Linked DNA regions of Capra hircus: region 1 is linked to region 2. Evidence: chromatin contacts called from public Hi-C data. All regions are on one chromosome and are shown on one strand. The core of a region is the stretch at or near the end of the contact, and the rest is flanking DNA. Distances in the headings are between cores, read along the strand shown.

Region 1 (6,668 bases), core at 1,742-4,241, 340 kb before region 2:
AGACTCAAGATAGCAAAAGGACCCTTCTGAGCAGATGAATGAATCACGTTTTAATACACTGGAAGCCCAATTCACTTACAAGTAAATAACATACTCCATACAAATTATTCAGCTTGATTTAGGAAAACAGGATCTTTACTAGGTTACTTTTTCTTTCTTTGAGTTACCATGAGTAATTAGTATTATTAAAATTGCATTTCTTTAAACAGTTCTTACAGTCCAGTTATTTCATTAATTTAAGAGTTGGTGAGATTTTTCTTCAACTGTTATCTTGCTCTGATTCAAATACATGATTTAAGCCTTGGCTCTGGTTTAGAACAGAAATTTCCATCACAGCTTCCCCTCTTGCTCTAGTTTAAACGCATATTAAAAGAGCCTCTTCCCATTCTCCAGAGCTGCTCAGAGGGCTTGTGGTCCCAGGAGCTGGGAGTTTGGAGCCCCGATGGAGCCAGGAAATGACATTTGCACACAGAAGTCAGCCTTGATCTATGGAGCTTTGGCGCATTATTATTATAAATGCTGGATTCTTTCTAAATTTGGTCACCACCCATCTTACTCTCACAGGGCATATCCATAACAGTTTGGTCAAAAGCTTACATGGGCTCTAAACCAGATTTCTTCTTATTACAATGAAAAGAACTTTAAAGGAGTCACTACTGTAGGCCATGGGGGCTTCCCAGGAGGGTCAGTAACAAAGAATCCACCTGCCAATGCAGAAGTGGGTTTGATCCCTGGGTTGGGAAAGATCCCCTGGAGGAGGAAACGGCAACCCACTCCAGTATTCTTGCCTGGAAAATTCCATGGACAGAGGAGCCTGGCGGGCTACAGTCCGTGGGGTTGCAAAGAGTTGGACACAACTATTGACAGCACCCTAGGCCACGAGCACTGTTCCACTCTGTAAAACATTGGTTGTATTTTAGAATTGCTGTTTCTGGTGGTACAGCAGTAGTCATGACATGCAAAAATAGGAATAAAACAGGTGAATTCTATATTAAAAAACGGATCAAGTTTAGTAATGTCCTAACACCCTGCACTGAGCACCTACACCGGTCAGGGAGGGGCCTCTCCTCCCGGTGGTGGGGGGCAGTGCCACCAGCTCGGGCCAGGGGCACAGCCACACAAGCACATCGCACGGTTTACACTGCACCTTAAAACACGAAAGCCTGCCCGGAGGCCTTCAGATTCTGCCTCGGGACAGGGAAAGGAGTGGGAGGACCCACGCTGGGAGGTGTGGCAGCTGCCCCAGGGAGAACACAGCCCTGTCCCTCCCTGTCTTTCAAGGGATGGGAGCCAGGGCCCCAGGAGAGGCTGGGGAAGGGGAGGGAGATGCACGCCATCTGGTTCTGCATTATTGCTTTGTTCTTCCGTCACCATCTTCCCTTCCCTGTTATTACCCTTGACTTCAGCATATTGTGTTTGTTACAAAAACTTTATTTTCAACGCTCCATAACCTTGAAAAAGGGCATTTAAATGGCACGTAGGATGAGAAATTCCACTGGCAAGAAGGAAGAACATTAAAGGGGGAAAAAATCCTTTGTAATATTGTCTTCTAAGGGAATGGGGTCAGAGCCTCAAATGCCTTCTGTAAACATTAAAGACCACGCATGCAAATCACGAAATATAGATTGAGGTAGATCGGATCTTCCTTGAGTGTTTCTCCAAAATTCCAATCAGAAGCCATTCCAGATCTGACCCAGCTTAACAAAGGAGGAAGTCACAAATTAGATTTTGGCAACGACTGGCTTTCCAAGTGCCCTGCAAACCGGATGTGTAGACCCGTGCGCAGTGTGGGGAAAACCTAAGAGAGTCACTTAAGGTACTTCCTATATTTCTGAATTCTTACCTTTTAGAAGTTACAAATGAATTGAAAAGTTCTAACCAATCCTGGCATTTAGGAAATACTGAATAAAATAGGGAGGGGAAGGAGGGTGGTATTTCAGAATTTGAAATTAGCAGCCTCTGACAAGAAGCATTCATCTGAGCATCGAATTAACAACAAGGAATCAGAAATCAGAAGAGATCAAAGCCAAATGCCCCCTCCCCCACTTCCCCTCAAACCTGTATGTAACTCCAATGGTTCAGTTTCCTGACTTGGGCCTTTCCAGCCCCGAACCTGACACTGCACTCAGTATGCCATCCCCACATCCCTTGGCTCTGCCACCTGCTAGCTCCACGTACCTGGGCTGCTCTCTAACCTGAGCCTCTGGCTCCTCCTATGTCAAAAGATGACTACGAGACGCACCTCAGTTGCTGTGAAGGGCAAATGAGAACGTCTGCAACTTAGCACGTGGCTGGCACCTAAGAGCCCTCAACAAATAGCAGCTGTTCACTAGTTAAAGAAAAATTCCCGTGGCTACAGGAGGAGGGCTGGGGGACGGGGTGGGCAGGTAATGTTCTTCTTGATCCCAGTACACGTTACATAGGTATGCTTGGTTTGTGAAAATTCTGCGAAAGGTGCACCTTTAAAAAACTGTGGTAAAATACGTATGACATACAAGGTACCACCTGAACTATTTTCCAGTTGAGCGGTGTTATTGTGCAAGCACCACCAGGCACACTTTTGATCTGTGCACTTGACCATACGTAATTTAAATAAAAAGTTAAAAAAAAAAATCCCATCCACCCCCCTGTTAGTGGTGACAAAAAAAAAGTCCTGTAACTAGAGGCACAGTGCCTTCTGACGTCTGGAAGAGTCACCGGCCTAATATGGGAGGAATTCCATTCCTGCCCTTGAAAGGTGGTCCTGAGTTGGGGGCGTTTGAGGGGAGGGGAGGGCTTTACAAGGAGGCAATGTTCAGGGCCTGGGGGAGTTCCTTGCTCCAAGGACTACTCCTCTTTCCTGGGATGTGCAGGGTGAGCAGGGCTGCGGGAGAGCAGAAGTGCCAGGCGTCCGGGCCTTCCACCATCACCCAATCCAGTTTGCTCAGCAGGCAGAGGGCAGATTAACTGGACCTTCCTAACCGGCTCTCCGCCCTTATTTTTCCCAGACACTAGGGGGCGCTCATGAAGGAAACTTGAGGAGTAGGGGAGGGAGCCTGACTTAGACACATGGGACATCATTTTCCTTTGAGCCTGAATTTTTCTGGCGTGCCCTGACCTGTGCACCTTGCCTGAACCTAATAGAAACTATATTTAAAAACTGAAGGGAAATCTGACTCATATTTTACTCTCCCTAAAGTGAAAGTGAAGTCGCTCAGTCGTGTCCGACTCTTTGCGACTCCGTGAACTGAAGCCCACCAGGCTCCTCGTCCATGGGATTCTCCAGGCAAGAATACTGGAGTGGGTTGCTATTTCCTTCTCCAGGGGAACTTCCCAACCCGGGGGTCAAACCCAGGTCTCCCGCATTGCGGGCAGACGCTTTAACCTCTGAGCCACCAGGGAAGCCCCTAAAGGAAGTATTAAATGGAGGATTTGAAAAATGAGTGATTCTCGCCCTTGCCATTTCCCCATTGCCTGCATAGCGGGCTGTTCCTACTGGCCACATTGAAAAGGCACTCACTGTCGTCATTCTCAAGCGGGCCAAATCGGTTCTCCTTCCACCTCACAAAGGTCTTAGTCAACTGCAAATTTTCATTATGGCAAAATGCCTCTACAGGCTTCACCAATTAGAATATTTAGCAGTTTTGAAAATGGAATGTGTTGCCAGCCTTACATGAGGCCAGGGTGACACGTGAAATCTGAAGAAAATCTCAGGGCAGAGAGAGGGTACTATGGGCAGGCAAGCCCCATGCCAATCATCTGAAACTGTAGATTTGTAGAGGGAGACAGCCTTTAAACCAAAACCACTGACTCTGCTTCTACGCTCCCCAAAAGCTCCCTGGACACACAGCACCATAGAATACCACACTGGTTCATCGACTCTTCCCTCAAGTTAAATTGCTAAGAATTAGTGAATTGATGAGCAAGTGCTCTCTTAGCATTTCAGAGATATGGAAAAACGTGCAGACTCCTAACACTAGAATCACTTCCCGGCCTGAAAGGCACGCCTGCTTTCTTCTCCCGCTCCAAACTTACGAGCTGTTCAATATTTGAAATTTTTCTCCTTTGTGAAAACTCAGGTCATCTTCCGTCCGTGCTTCGTAGTCATAAAGGGCCACAAACAGGGTCACTCCTGACAAAAAACAAAATCACAACGGGGGAGATTATTACACGAGGGGAAATTAATTCCAAGAAATTAAATCTTCACTAAAGCCTCATTCTCAAAATTTACATCTAATCGGCACTGATAACATCAGGCAGTGTTGTAATTAACGCGTGAAACCAGAGTCAAGAGCTGAGTTTATGCCTCAGTCTTTGTGAAAGAAAGCATTATTTGAGCTGACTAAAACCCAGGGCTGAAGGACTTCTCTCTGCACACTTGGAATGAGTCTTCAGGAAGAGACATATATTAATATTATATTACGGCCACAACCAAGGGCAACAAGTAGCAACATTACAGTTCAGATGGGCAGAGCTCTGCAGCACTGACCAGACACCCTTTACCTGACACACATTTACCCCCATGAGGAGCCACATCAGGCCCGGGAAAAGACTGCAGAGCGCTCGCCTTCTCCCAGCAGGCACGGGGTGTGTGTGCTGGGTGCACCTCTGGTTTGTTCCCCCCCTGCATCCTCCAGAGACAGACGTCCCTAGACTGCCTAATGATTTCTTTCCTTCAGCCCTCCACTCCACTCCAGGTGCCTTCCAGGAAGACTGGAAGGATAAGGCAGTGTACTCAGCCTCCAGGCACCCATGTAAGGCCTGCTCTCAAGGGAACGCTACATTCACCATAAGGATGAACATAAATATTTTTTTCTACTGAAAAGAGTGTGAAGTGTTGGCAGCACAGAAGTAGCTAGTTGCCCAAAGCTCTGGGTCAGGTCCCCTGCATATAACTATACTACCCTGTTGGGTACAGAGGGAAGAGAGGCCTTGGTAGTGCCAATTCCCCACGTAAAAAGTATAGCGGCCTATTTTATAGGACCTCTGCTCCCAGCTGAACTGAGAACATAAGGATTGATGTATTTTATATATATTTAAAAAACTTTTATAATAAATAAGACAGTTTTGGAACAAGTTATGTCAAATATCTAGTTACCATGGTTCACATACTGGGAGAGGCTTTGGAAGATTAAGGATGCATGAGATATCTTACAAATATTTCAGAAAACATATGTCTGAGAACACACGCCAGATATTTCACAAAGTATTAGCTAAGTCAGCAAATGCACATAGCAGTGAAATACAGCCTAGGCAAAAAAGAAGGAAAAGTTAAAAAAAAAAAAAGAGAAGATCCCTTAAGGATACATAGGATTCAATTTTAAAGTACAAAAGAGATGAAAATACTTGAGGGCCGATAAACTCTGCCATATAGAAGACAATGGGAGGATTAGAGAGAGAGAATCAGTGAAGACAAATTGCCAAAAAATAATATAGCCAAATGAGCCCACCAGCTGGGAAGTGACAGGCAGGATGGAGGTTAATTAGGAAGCTGAAAGGGCAGGTACTCCCCTGGAAACACTCTGAACTGGGGGTCGTGGGGAAGGAGTGCTTTCATAGCTGGAGAACTCAAAACATCCACGCTCATATCCAGTCCTGAACCTTCTGATTCTAAAGATCTGGGATTGGGGGTGGGGGCGGGGCTCAGGTATCTGTATTTTGAAAAAGCTGCCTAGTTATTCCAAGCCAGCCAGCCAAGGTTGAGAGCCACTGGACTCAAGTGACTCAGAAAGTTGTGCCTGGTTAACCCTCACAGGATCCTCACAGAGCAGCAGCTGGGGGACCCCCGCGCCGCTGTTGCCAGTATCTAGATTTGTCCATCAAGCTTTAGTGATTTTAAGAGCCTTTCATCTGGTAGCAGGGAGCTGGAGAGTGATTAAAACCTTAAACGTCAAAGGAGCACAAATGTTCAACTGCTAAACGATTTAAGAGCAGCTTCATCCTGACCTGTTCCTCCTCTCGTTCGCAAGGTCCCAGTATGAGACGAAGAGTTCACACCCCCGAAGACGGTGAGTCCTTGGCCCCCGGCCCCGTGGAAGTTGTTGTAGTTCGGGATGGAGGTCACGCCGAAGCTGGGGTAGTGCTGAGGAGTGGGGTCTGTACCATAGCGGTACCCGGAGCTCTGGTTCAAACTGCCATCCCTCTCCTCCGTCAGTTTTGTTGCTTCTTTATCCTTACATTGCACACAGCCCATTATCTAAATTCCTGTTGAAAAGAAACAGAAAGAGGCACGTGAACTTGGATGCCCCCTAGTGGCTGGGTTGCTTGACTATAAAGGGGAATCTTTTACAAAATTCGCCATGTGCTATTTCAGGCCTAGAGGACCATGGAAAGCAGAGGCTGGGGTTGACGGCTGGAAGCAATCTCAGTGCCCTTAACTTGACCATCATATTTATTCCTCATATGCTCTGGGCGATGGGGTCAACACACAGCATGATGTTCACCATGCAGTATCTTCCCTCATGTGAGGTCTGTACCCTTACAATCCTAATATCAGATGCCTGCCAAAGGCTGTCCAATAATAGAACTTGGCTTTCTCTAATCGCCTTAAAAAATAGTGTATGCTCTCAAAAATGAGTCTGTGCAGTATTAGAATAAAACATTAGAATAAAACCCTCCATCACAGCAAAGGAAATCTGAAGAGAATACAGGCGTGTTGGAAAAGCCAGAATATAGCCCTTAAATAGCTC
Region 2 (6,841 bases), core at 2,790-5,289:
CCCAGCTCCTGTAGTAGGAAATGGGACCCTATCTCCCTGCAAGACGCATCTGCTGGAGGGCTTATTCCCAAATAAATGGGTGTGGTTACTGGGCAGCCAAAAATATGGCACAAGTCCACCAAAGGTCATACCTTTAAAGCTGAGCCTATCCGAGCTCTCCTGTCCCACACACCCTGCCTGAGCATCTGAGGAAGCTTAGGTCCACCCGGCCATCTGCACACGGAAGATGACAGGTAGCACTCCAGAAGATGGCACACAAGTTAGAACTCTGCTGGGTACAGTGACTAGAAACCCAATCTGAATTCGCTGACTTGAAACAGAACATTACTTTAAGAGTACGAGGAGGCATGTGTATCTTGGAGCCCAGGGGCTGTAATCGTTAAGACGGTGGTGACAACACAGTCCAGTGACTTGAATGCTGTCAGGATCCTGACCGAATACTATTATAATTAATCATAATATTTGTGAAGCACTTATGTCTTTACATTTATTATTATTATTTTTTACAACAACTCTGTGAAGTCTGAACTAAAATCACTCCCATCTTACAGAAGATGAAGCCTGGAGAAGTTAGGGCTTACGGCCAGCATCACACAGCCAGTGGGTAAGAGCTGGTGAACTAGGAACCCGTGCACACGACCCTCAGCACAGGTGTCCTCCCGGCTCCTCAGTGCAGACCACCATGCTCTTCACCCAGCTCCACAGACCCCAAGTTTCCCGCTCGGGTCCACTGGCCCAGGGAGACGTCACTCTCCCCTCTGTCCCAAGTCCAGTCTTTCAGCTGGACCACTGTGATTGGCGTCACCCCGAGCCACTGTGTCATAACCTAGCAGATGTCGTGGGCAATGGCTGGGGACTTCAGAGGCACGGCAACCGTTCTCAAAAACTAAGGGTTGCTGACAAACACTTGTTAACCATACATTTCCACCGTGCCTCCTGGTGACTCTTCATGTTTGCCTCACTTTCCAGCAATTTAGAAATAAATTTAATTTTCAAAGGCAAGGACTAACTCATTCCATGTGTCTGGGAACATCTATTTCTCTCTCTCACAGAATTGCTTTCTTCTTTTATTATTAAATTTTTTTTTCAATTTTTCCATTTCATGCTACACTTGATTTTTTTTTTTTTTTTTGGTAATCCTTTTTGGAACTTTTATGAAAGTAGGTGATGTACACGTCATAGATTAAAAGTGAAAAAGACCAGAGCATTGTGCTGTCCAGCAACAACACAAAACATAGCCACGTATGGCTATTTAAATTTAATTAAGCTAAAGCTGAAACTCCAGTACTTTGGCCACCTCATGAGAAGAGTTGACTCATTGGAAAAGACTTTGATGCTGGGAGGGATTGGGAGCAGGAGGAGAAGGGGACGACAGAGGATGAGATGGCTGGATGGCATCACTGACTCGATGAACGTGAATCTGAGTGAACTCCAGGATATGGTGATGGACAGGGAGGCCTGGCGTGCTGCGATTCATGGGGTTGCAAGGAGTTGGACACGACTGAGCGACTGAACTGAACTGAACTGAAAATTTAAAATTCAGTTTCTCAGTTATACTAAGCCATATTCTAAGTACCTAGTAGCAAGCACACTATCATAGCAAACTCTATATTACAGAGTCTTTCCATCAGAAAGTGTCCCTAATAGAGTTCCTTAAGGGCAGTGGTCCCTAACAGAGTGGTTCACTGACCCAGACCAACCCTTCTGTTCCAGGGGCTATGAATTCTAGTTTGCCTTCTCATCACTATACCTCCTGCCAATTCCTTTCTGACTTGCTCCCATACTCGTTTTCTCAAAGCCAACACTAGAATCACATAAACGTGAGATTTTTTCTTTTCTATAGTAGAATCAGTGTGTAACTATAGTAGAGATATCTTGGGCCGGAGGAACATTTATTGCTGATACTGAAATGTAATGCACTTGCTTAATTAGTGGTGGGATGGAAGTGATGTCTGAGCTGGAGCTGCTGGTTAACAAGATGAAATGTTTGCATATGGAGATGCTTCCAGAGTCCAACAGCAGGGGCCCTGTGTTCTCCATGGCGGGGAAGTTTCCATCCCTCCTCTTTTTATAACTGTTCGGGAAAGACAAGGTATTCTTGATGAAAGCTGCTTTGAATCATTAAAATTGTTTCTTTCCTCATTAAAAAAGAACTCATTTCCATGCAGTGCCAATCCACAAACTGTTTCTACCACCCTTTGATGCTAAGGGTGGTGTGTGTGTGTGTGTCGGGGGGTCCCAGTTGCTCCTGTTTACAGTAAATTCTGCCCTGGAGGTGTGTCTTTGGAGGCAGCTGGGTGTCGGTGTGCTGAGAAGGGGTCAGGACATTCCCAGAGTGTACCTAGCCAGAGAGATTGGACCCCAGATGCAGGAGCTTCCAGCTCACCAGGGGTCGTCATGCCCCAAGAGAGGCACAGAAACAGCCAGGTCTTCAGAGCCCGAGGAACCGCAGAGACAGGGACAGCGTGGCCTGTGGGCTGCAGGAACCTGCAACCCTGGCACAGATCAGGACGAACAGGTGTCCAGTGATGGTTATGATTCAACTGCCCCTCAGCTTAGTGGAAGGGGACTTGGAGTCACATTTAACTTGATGTAAGGGATCCTAAAAATATAGGATATTTTTCATGCGTCTGAGTTTCAGGACTAAAATTCTTGCTTGCTGCAGTTGGATATACTAAGTTTGGGCATAAAATCTGAGGGGCTGTTAAGAACAGTGTCTGTGTGACTGGCAGGGGACACAGATGGCATTCCAGCCTCCAGAACTGAAGACTTGCTCTCCACACTGAAAATCTGACATGAGACTCACTTTGGGGAGGCCTTTGTGGATGAGCCTCATTGACTGAGAGCCCTGTTGGGGGTGAAAGTGAGCCCCATTTTGTTCTGCCGGATCTTAAGTTAGGGTAGCATGTGATTTTGCAATTGACTCAATTACGTTGCAAGTGGATTTGGTAAAGTGGTAGATTAGGATATATTTTTCATTGGTCTTTTGAAAAACAGTGATTCCTTGTCTGAATTTAAGGAGAAGCTCTTTAAATGACTTCCATGCAACTGATTGGCCAGTTTAACTAGCTCTCCACTTCCTTTGTGAAATGTAGTGACTGTAATGACTGAGTGTTTGCCTTCCTGCAAAATTTGTATGTTGAAATCCAGCCTCCTTTGTGATGATATTAGGGAGCCCAGAGAGCTCTCTCCATGTCTTTTCCCCACATCAGCCTATAGAGAGCAGACTACTGTTTTTCTGCCAGGAAGTGGGCCTGCACCAGAATCCCACCATGTCCTGATCTCAGACTTTCAGTCTCCTAGAGACTGAAATGAGAAATAAATTTCTGTCACGGGTAAGCCACCCAGTCTGCGGTGTTCTGTTGCAGTAGTGTGAGCTAAGATGCTGACTGATGCCCACAGCTCACTGAAGGCTGGTGGTACAGCAGAGGCTACTGCTTAGGGTCCACAGGGCATTGCTTGCTTCTTTCCTAACCTGTTAATTCCAATTGATTGTTTTCCAATAATTACACAGTTTGACCAGATACTATTAAAACTAGTGATACCTTGGTACACAAAGAAAGGGATGGGTTGCCAGTGAAAATTCTACTAAATGCTTAGGAAAGACTCAGGGAAGGAAAGTTGATATAAAAAGCATTGTTGAATTACGTTTGATGATCATCAGTTACAGTATCTAGAAGGATTCTTGAGTCCAGGTGCTTTGTACCGTCTTTACGCTCTCATTTACATTCTCATTTCACTGAGGAAACCCAGTGAAACAATGCAGAGGATGGGCTTTGTGTGTGTGCGTGTGGTTTGCAAAGAAAGGAAATAACACGGCACTCTAATCGGTAATCCATATTTCAAGAAAAGGCATTGGCTAGATAAAAGGACTAGTGAGTGAATATACATTTTGAGTTCCCTTTTACAATAAAAGGTTGGCTGCATAAATTTATGCCCTTGGTCCTTTTTGTCTGAATGGATTATCGCCCTCTACTGGTCATTAGTGAAGGCTGCCAACCATGGATCACATGGCGGCCCCACCCGCGGTTTAGTTTCAGAGCATCTTTTCCGTTAGAATGTGCAGATTTCCAGTTACAAGGCGGGATGAAAACGTACTCGCATCAGTATAACAATATAATGAAGTTATTTTACATCCAAACTCTTTTCATCTATTTATTTTCATCCGTTTCATTTATAAAAGAATCTTTTGTAATTGGCTGATGAACACCCTCGTCCCACCCCTACATGATTTTAATGCCTTTTAATTATACTCGATAATATTTAAAAGGCGGTGGTCTTCAAGCAGTACAGTTGCTATTCTTTGGAGCCGTTGTTCACAATGACAACGTGAAACAAAAATAATTCTGACTATTGAAGAGATTCGGTATTCCTATGAATGAGAAAACTGTGCAACACAGAGCTCTCTCCTCCCACATCAAGGGACTTGGCAGGGAGGGGAAAGCATCTTGAAGGGCCGTCCCGGATGCTGCGGGAGACCTGGCGAGATGGCGGCGGGCTCCTCCCACCTCTGCGGCAGCTGTACAATCAATAATGCAGGGCTCTGCGGCAGCGCCGCGCCTTCTTTCTTAACCGGGTCCCGCAGCGGGGCGTAGGACGAACGTTGGTCCATTGCGCCATCTAGCGTCCATCAGTGTCCACTGCAGGTTGGATCTGGAAAATCAGAAACTGCAGTCTAAATTGTGCTTGGGACACCACCGCTTAATCTTCAAAAGGCTAAGAAAAGGCAAAGAAAAAAAAAAATGACTGTCGTGTTTATTCACTTGCTTGTAAAATGAATAACTTGAGATTAGAAACTCCAGGTGTCAATCATGTAAAGTAAATAAAGATTTTAAGCCAGTCATTTTGTGCTTCAGTTCAGTTCAGTCGCTGAGTCGTGTTCGACTCTGCGACCCCATGAATCGCAGCACGCCAGGCCTCCCTGTCCATCACCATCTCCCGGAGTTCACTCAGACTCATGTCCATCGAGTCAGTGATGCCATCCAGTCATCTCATCCTCGGTCGTCCCCTTCTCCTCCTGCCCCCAGTCCCTCCCAGCATCAGAGTCTTTTCCAATGAGTCAACTCTTCGCATGAGGTGGCCAAAGTACTGGAGTTTCAGCTTCAGCATCATTCCTTCCAAAGAAATCCCAGGGCTGATCTCCTTTAGGATGGACTGGTTGGATCTCCTTGCAGTCCAAGGGACTCTCAAGAGTCTTCTCCAACACCACAGTTCAAAAGCATCAATTCTTCGGTGCTCAGCTTTCTTCACAGTCCAACTCTCACATCCATACATGACTACTGAAAAAACAACAGCCTTGACTAGACGAACCTTAGTCGGCAAAGTAATGTCTCTGCTTTTGAATATGCTATCTAGGTTGGTCATAACTTTTTTTCCAAGGAGTAAGCGTCTTTTAATTTCATGGCTGCAGTCACCATCTGCAGTGATTTTGGAGCCAAAAAAGATAAAGTCTGACACTGTTTCCACTGTTTCCCCAGCTATTTCCGATGAAGTGATGGGACCAGATGCCAGGATCTTCGTTTTCTGAATGTTGAGCTTTAAGCCAACTTTTTCACTCTCCTCTTTCACTTTCATCAGGAGGCTTTTTAGCTCCTCTTCACTTTCTGCCATAAGGGTGGTGTCATCTGCATATCTGAGGTTATTGATATTTCTCCCGGCAATCTTGATTCCAGCTTGTGCTTCTTTCAGCCCAGTGTTTCTCATGATGTACTCTGCATATAAGTTAAATAAGCAGGGTGACAATATACAGCCTTGACGTACTCCTTTTCCTATTTGGAACCAGTCTGTTGTTCCATGTCCAGTTCTAACTGTTGCTTCCTGACCTGCATATAGGTTTCTCAAGAGGCAGGTCAGGTGGTTTGGTATTCCCATCTCTTTCAGAATTTTCCACAGTTTATTGTGATCCATACAGTCAAAGGCTTTGGCGCTTACCTAGAAAGAAAAAAGAAGGTGAAGTCCCTCAGTTGTGTCTGACTCTGCGGCCCCATGGACTGCAGCCCACCAGGCTCCTCCGTCCATGGGATTCTCCAGGCAAGAGTACCGGAGTGGGTGCCATACGAATACAGTCTCATCAGCCTCCACCCTCATGTGACTCAGTCCAGTAGGGAAAATCCATATAAATATATGTTCAGCTAAATTTGAGGTTCACGTTAACAGTGAATAAATTTTTAGTATAAATGTGTCTCATATATATTAAAATTTTAACTGGGCATCCTATCATTATCATTACCATTCTTGTTATTAGCTAAATCTCACAACCCTCCATGGAAACACAGAAATTGCAATACAGGTTTTACAAGGCCATCAGTGGTAAACGAAGGGACTGAGGAGCTCAGAGGTGCTGGTTAGGAAGGCTTCTCAGGGGGGACTCTCGGACATAACCAAGCGAGTGAATGGTGAGGAGGCTTCTCTGGGCAGAACCTCACAAACAAAGGCAGGAGGCTGGGGAAACACATAGCATAGTGCAGTTCTGTGCTGCATAAGTGCAGGGGTGAGGACGGGAGAGGCCCAAGAGAAGGTTCCTGTATCACAGATGGCCGTTCACTGTGCTACCCAGGAGTAGGGTTTTATCCTGGGTGAAAGGGGAGGTGGTGTTGTTTTTCAGTCTCGAAGTCGTGTCCAACTCTGCCAGCCCATGAACTGCAGCATATCAGGCTCCTCTGTCCTCCACTATCTCCTGGAATTTGCTCAAATTCATGTCCATTGGCTCGGTGATGATCTCTTAACCATTTCATCCTCTGCTGCCTCCTTCTCCTTTTGCCTTCAATCTTTCCCTGCCTTTAATCTTTCCCAGCCTCAGGGACTTTTCCAATGAATCAGTTCTTTGCATCAAGTGGTCAAA

What was found. Hi-C and Micro-C count contacts between places; a contact is called where the count stands out from the background.
Region 1: a contact with region 2 is called in a Hi-C map of blood, with 3 times the contacts expected there. The contact joins two enhancer-like sites. A contact is called at or near these places in 2 of 5 Hi-C or Micro-C datasets (both in blood).

The regions. Positions count from the first base shown.
Region 1 is chr9:26,056,679-26,063,346 of ARS1.2, reverse strand. FYN (tyrosine-protein kinase Fyn) reads right to left here. Exons shown (of 14, transcript XM_018053056.1): 4 at 5,926-6,183; 5 at 4,015-4,111. The coding sequence starts at 6,172. Among named protein-coding and RNA genes, the nearest start is that of TRAF3IP2, 89 kb to the left of the region's middle. Within about 2 kb of position 2,991, at least 1 of the 5 cell types and tissues checked has an H3K27ac peak or open chromatin away from gene starts, as enhancers often do.
Region 2 is chr9:25,720,344-25,727,184 of ARS1.2, reverse strand. No RefSeq gene overlaps it. Among named protein-coding and RNA genes, the nearest start is that of WISP3, 9.3 kb to the right of the region's middle. Within about 2 kb of position 4,039, at least 4 of the 5 cell types and tissues checked have an H3K27ac peak or open chromatin away from gene starts, as enhancers often do.